Regions from separate parts of the Canis lupus genome. Here region 1 is linked to region 2. A link is a contact called in public Hi-C data. All regions are on one chromosome and are shown on one strand. Each heading gives the region's core, a stretch centred on a gene start, on an enhancer-like site or on the middle of the called end of the contact. The rest is flanking DNA. Distances are from core to core; before and after follow the strand shown. Region 1 has its middle 73 kb from the start of ATP11B. Region 2 holds the start of SOX2 (transcription factor SOX-2).

Region 1 (2,700 bases), core at 28-2,527, 880 kb after region 2:
GAGGGAGAAGCAGGCTCCAGGCAGGGAGCCCGATGTGGGACTTGATCCTAGGACCTTGGGATCATGACCTGAGCCAAAGGCAGACGCTCAACCGCTGAGCCACCCAGGCATCCCCTTTTTTTATTTTTTAATACTTTTTATTATGAAAAAAGTTTAAACCCTGATTGTATAAAGCAGTTGATGAAATAATAGGAAAGACAACCGTCACAATAATAGATAAATGAACAACACCAAAAAGCAATCGACAAAACAAGAAATTCAACTATCTTACATTTATTCACTCAATCAGCAAATATATTTATTGAGTGCCAAGCATGTGCCTGGCGTTACACAAGACACCAGGTCTATATGGTGATGAGCAAAAAAAACCGCCCTACTCTGAAAGAGCTCTTAGTATAACATTAAACCTGACTCATAATCAGAGAAATTCAAAATAAAATAATGTTTTATCTATTGAATGTCTTCGATTTACATCCTATAAATTTGGCAAGATGCACTACGAAGCTTAAAATTTTTCGTGCGCTTTGTGCTGGTAATTCCATACCTGGGTATTTTGCATCAGAAAGATGCAAAAAGATTTTTGAACAAGTATGTTAATTGTGCTGTTTACAATGGTGGAAGCTGAAAATCACCTCAACGCTCCACAACTGAGAATTCTTTCTGAAATATTTAATATCATTGGAAAATCCTCAGCAAAAAAAAAAAAAAAAATGTGGTTGAAAAAAATCATGCTACAGAACTGGAGACAGAGCAGGATATGGATGCGTGGGTGGACATCTATACACACACACACACACATATATATGTATGTATGTTTTCTACATTTCCTACAGTTAAACTATCTAATAATTAAGAATAAAAAGCTTTTAAAATAACCAACATGAATGCTTCTGACAGCCGTGCCATCAACGTAATTTAATTGCCAAACAAGCCGTCTGAATAGGCTCCTTTGAATGCTCACAGTCTGGATACATTTTGGAGCGCACTTGGCCCAAGAAAATCTGCCGAAAGTTGGAAGCAGCGCACCCCCGTCTCCACTACTTGAGCAATAAAATGCCTTTTCAAAGGGAGGCTCCCAGTTGAGCTTGACATTCACCTCGGCCTTTATAAGGTGACACGGGCCGTGAACTCACTTAAGACTCCGGCCGGGGACCTCCTGGGGGGCCGGGACTCGCCCCCCCGCCCCCCGCGGCCCGCAGACGGCAGCGCCCGGGAGAAGCCCCGCAGCTCGGCGTCCTGCCTGCGGGCGGCCCCGCGGCCCCGGGCTCTCGGCACCCGCGAGGCGGGCCTGTGCCGGCCGAGGGTCCCGACCACGTAAGCGCTCGGCGGTCGCTGGGGCTCGGGGCGAACCACTGGCCCTCGCCGAGGGCCGTCCGCGGCGCCTCCACGTGCGGCGCGAGGCAGCCCGCGGCTCCCGCCCGGCCCGCCGCCCCCAGGGAGCCGGAGCCCAGCGGGAAGGCCGCCCCGCCGCCCCGGCCCCTCCCGCGCCCGGCCCCCTCCCCGCCGCGCTCCCTTGGGCTTCGGCGCTCGGCCGCGAAGCCACCTTCCTCCCGCGCCGCCCGGCGAGCGGCGGACAGAGGCCGGGCCCGGGCGCGCATCGGCCGCGGGGCGCGGGGGCTCCTGGCCTGGGCCTGGGCCTGGGCCTGGGCCTGGGCCTGGGCTGGCGGGTCGGGGCCCGCGCTGGGAGCCGTCTGCGCGGCGTTCCCGGCTCGGCTCGGCTCGGCTCGGCTCGGTCTCCTTCTCTTCTCTTTTCTTTTTTTCCCCTTTCCTTTCCTTTCCTTTCCTTTCCTTTCCTTTCTTTTCTTTTCTTTCTTTTTCTTTCTTTCTGCTCTTCAGTGTTTTTTCTTTTTTCTTTTCTTTTCTTTCTTTCCTTTTCTTTTTCTTTTCTTTTTCTTTCTGCTCTTCAGTGTTTTTTCTTTTTTCTTTCTTTTCTTTCTTTTTCTTTTTTCCTTTTCTTTTCTTTCCTTTTTCTTTTCTTTCTTTTCTTTTTCTTTCTGTTCTTCAGTGTTTTTTCTTTTTTCTTTTCTTTCTTTGCTTTCCTTTTTCTTTTCTTTCTTTTTCTTTCTTTCTGCTCTTCAGTGTTTTTTTTTTCTTTTCTTTCTTTTTCTTTCCTTCTTTTCTTTTCTTTCCTTTTTCCTTTCTTTCTTTTCTTTTTCTTTCTTTCTTCAGTGTTTTTCTTTTTTCTTTTCTTTTTTTTTGCGAACTTAAGTTACTTTAATTCATTTTCTTTTCTTTTCTTTCCTTTTCTTTCTGCTCTTCAGTTTCTTCTCTTCTTTTCTTTTTCTTTCTTTCTGCTCCTCCGTGTTTCTTTCTTTTCTTTCTTTTTTCTTTTTCTTTCTGCTTGTCAGTGTTTATTTTCTTTTTCTTTCTTTCTGCTCTTCAGTGTCTTTCTTTTCTTTCTTTCTTTCTTTCTTTCTTTCTTTCTCTTTCTTTCTTTCACTAGAAAAGGTGAGCGTGGCCCCTTTGAAGGTTTCCTTTAAGAAGGTGAAAAACAAATTCTAACCCCCCCCCCCCCCCCCCCCCCCGCCCCCCATCCTTGTATCTGCGGCCCCGCGGCACTGCTGATTTGGAAACAGCTCCCGGGCTTTCGGGAACGTTCAAAGATTTCCGTCCCGACCCAGGGATAAAGAGTGCCTACGTGTTGGGACTTAACGTTATACCTGAAATTCTGTTTATCCAAGAAGCAATGCGAATTCTGTG
Region 2 (2,700 bases), core at 39-2,538:
GGCAGGAGGGTGGGGGCCCCGGACGCGGTGGGGGCAGCCCCCCTCGTGGGCGACGCGGCTGGGGCAGGGGGCCCGCGGGGCCGGCGGGGAAGCGCGGGCTGGAGCGGCCTCCCCGCCGGGGCACGTCGGCCGCGTTCGCGCTTAGGACCCAGCCAGCTGCCGAGCAACCGGCGGGGCCGCCGGGAGGGTCGGGGACGGCGCTTCCCGCCTCCTGACTTCAGGTCGGGACAGTGAGGAAGGGGGGAGCCGGGCCGGCGCCCGGAGGGGCGAGGGGCCGGGGCCGGGCAGGGGCAGGGGCAGGGCAGGGGCCGGGGCCGGGGCCGGGGCCGGGAGCGCGAGCCCGGGGAGGCGCGGGGAGGCGCGCGGGGCGGGAAGACCCGGACACACCGACTCTCGCGCCGCCTGTTTCCTGAAATCCTGGTGGGACCGTCGCCCTGAGCCCCCCCCGCCCCGCCCCTCCACCTCTGCGGGCCCTCGCGCCCCTTCCCCAACTCCGCGGCCAGCACCAAAAAAAGTAAATCAACGTGAAGTTTGAAGAAGAAAGAAAGAATCGTAGTCTTAGTGCTGTTTACCCACTTCCTTCGAAAAGGCGTGTGGTGTGACCTGTTGCTGCGAGAGGGGATACAAAGGTTTCTCAGTGGCTGGCAGGCTGGCTGTGGGAGCCGCCTCCCCCCTCCTCCCCCCCTCCCCCTCCTCCCCCCCTCCCCCTCCTCCCCTCCTCCCCCGCGCGGCCTGCGGCGCGGCAGGCCCCGCCCCCTTTCATGCAAAACCCGGCGGCGAGGCCGGGCTCGAGTGGAGGAGCCGCCGCGCGCTGATTGGTCGCCGGAAACCCATTTATTCCCTGACAGCCCCCATCACATGGATGGTTGTCTATTAACTTGTTCAAAAAAGTATCAGGAGTTGTCAAGGCAGAGAAGAGAGTGTTTGCAAAAGGGGGAAAGTAGTTTGCTGCCTCTTTAAGACTAGGACTGAGAGAAAGAAGAGGAGAGAGAAAGAAAGGGAGAGAAGTTTGAGCCCCAGGCTTAAGCCTTTCCAAAAAATAATAATAACAATCATCGGCGGCGGCAGGATCGGCCAGAAGAGGAGGGAAGCGCTTTTTTTGATCTCGATTCCAGTTTGCTTCTCTCTCTCTCTCTCTCTTTTCTTCCCCCAAATTATTCTTCGCCTGCTTTTTCTCGCGGAGCCCTGCGCTCGCGACACCCCCGCCCGCCTCCCTCCTCCTCCTCCCCCGCCCGCCCGCCCGCGGGCCCCCCAAAGTCCCGGCCGGGCCGAGGGTCGGCGGCCGCCGGCGGGCCGGGCCCGCGCACAGCGCCCGCATGTACAACATGATGGAGACGGAGCTGAAGCCGCCGGGCCCGCAGCAAACTTCGGGGGGCGGCGGCGGCGGCGGCGGCGGCGGCAACTCCACCGCGGCGGCGGCGGGCGGCAACCAGAAGAACAGCCCGGACCGCGTCAAGCGGCCCATGAACGCCTTCATGGTGTGGTCCCGCGGGCAGCGGCGCAAGATGGCCCAGGAGAACCCCAAGATGCACAACTCGGAGATCAGCAAGCGCCTGGGCGCCGAGTGGAAACTTTTGTCGGAGACGGAGAAGCGGCCGTTCATCGACGAGGCCAAGCGGCTGCGAGCGCTGCACATGAAGGAGCACCCGGATTATAAATACCGGCCCCGGCGGAAAACCAAGACGCTCATGAAGAAGGATAAGTACACGCTGCCCGGCGGGCTGCTGGCCCCGGGCGGCAACAGCATGGCCAGCGGGGTCGGGGTGGGCGCCGGCCTGGGCGCGGGCGTGAACCAGCGCATGGACAGCTACGCGCACATGAACGGCTGGAGCAACGGCAGCTACAGCATGATGCAGGACCAGCTGGGCTACCCGCAGCACCCGGGCCTCAACGCGCACGGCGCCGCGCAGATGCAGCCCATGCACCGCTACGACGTGAGCGCCCTGCAGTACAACTCCATGACCAGCTCGCAGACCTACATGAACGGCTCGCCCACCTACAGCATGTCCTACTCGCAGCAGGGCACCCCTGGCATGGCGCTGGGCTCCATGGGCTCGGTGGTCAAGTCCGAGGCCAGCTCCAGCCCCCCCGTGGTTACCTCCTCCTCCCACTCCAGGGCGCCCTGCCAGGCCGGGGACCTCCGGGACATGATCAGCATGTACCTCCCCGGCGCCGAGGTGCCGGAGCCCGCCGCCCCCAGCAGACTGCACATGTCCCAGCACTACCAGAGCGGCCCGGTGCCCGGCACGGCCATTAACGGCACACTGCCCCTCTCGCACATGTGAGGGCCGGACAGTGAACTAGAGGGGGGGAGACATTTTCAAAGAAAAACGAGGGAAATGGGAGGAGAGTAAGAAACAGCATGGAGAAAAACCCGGTACGCTCAAAAAAAAAAAAAAAAAAAAAAAAAAGTCATCACCCGCAGCAAATGACAGCTGCAAAAGAGAACACCAATCCCATCCACACTCACGCAAAAACCGCGATGCCGACGAGAAAACTTTTATGAGAGATCCTGGACTTCTTTTTGGGGGACTATTTTTGTACAGAGAAAACCGGAGGGGGGGGGCGTGGGGAGGGCGAGGGGATGGACCTTGTATAGATCTCTGGAGGAAAGAAAACTACGCAAAACTTTTTAAAAGTTCTAGTGATACGGTAGGAGCTTTGCAGAAAGTTTGCAAAAGTCTTTACCAATAATATTTA

What was found. A called contact is a pair of places that touch in the nucleus more often than the background predicts.
Region 1: a Hi-C map of amygdala shows a contact between it and region 2, with 15 times the contacts expected there. The contact joins the enhancer-like site here to the promoter of SOX2 in region 2. A contact is called at or near these places in 2 of 9 Hi-C or Micro-C datasets (amygdala and skin fibroblasts).

The regions. Positions count from the first base shown.
Region 1 is chr34:15,901,139-15,903,838 of UU_Cfam_GSD_1.0, forward strand. No RefSeq gene overlaps it. Among named protein-coding and RNA genes, the nearest start is that of ATP11B, 73 kb to the right of the region's middle. Within about 2 kb of position 1,278, at least 3 of the 20 cell types and tissues checked have an H3K27ac peak or open chromatin away from gene starts, as enhancers often do.
Region 2 is chr34:15,025,362-15,028,061 of UU_Cfam_GSD_1.0, forward strand. It overlaps SOX2 (transcription factor SOX-2), which reads left to right and starts at 1,289. Exons shown (of 1, transcript XM_038583467.1): 1 at 1,289-2,700. The coding sequence starts at 1,317. The coding sequence ends at 2,285. All of the region lies in intron 10 of LOC119867493, which reads left to right.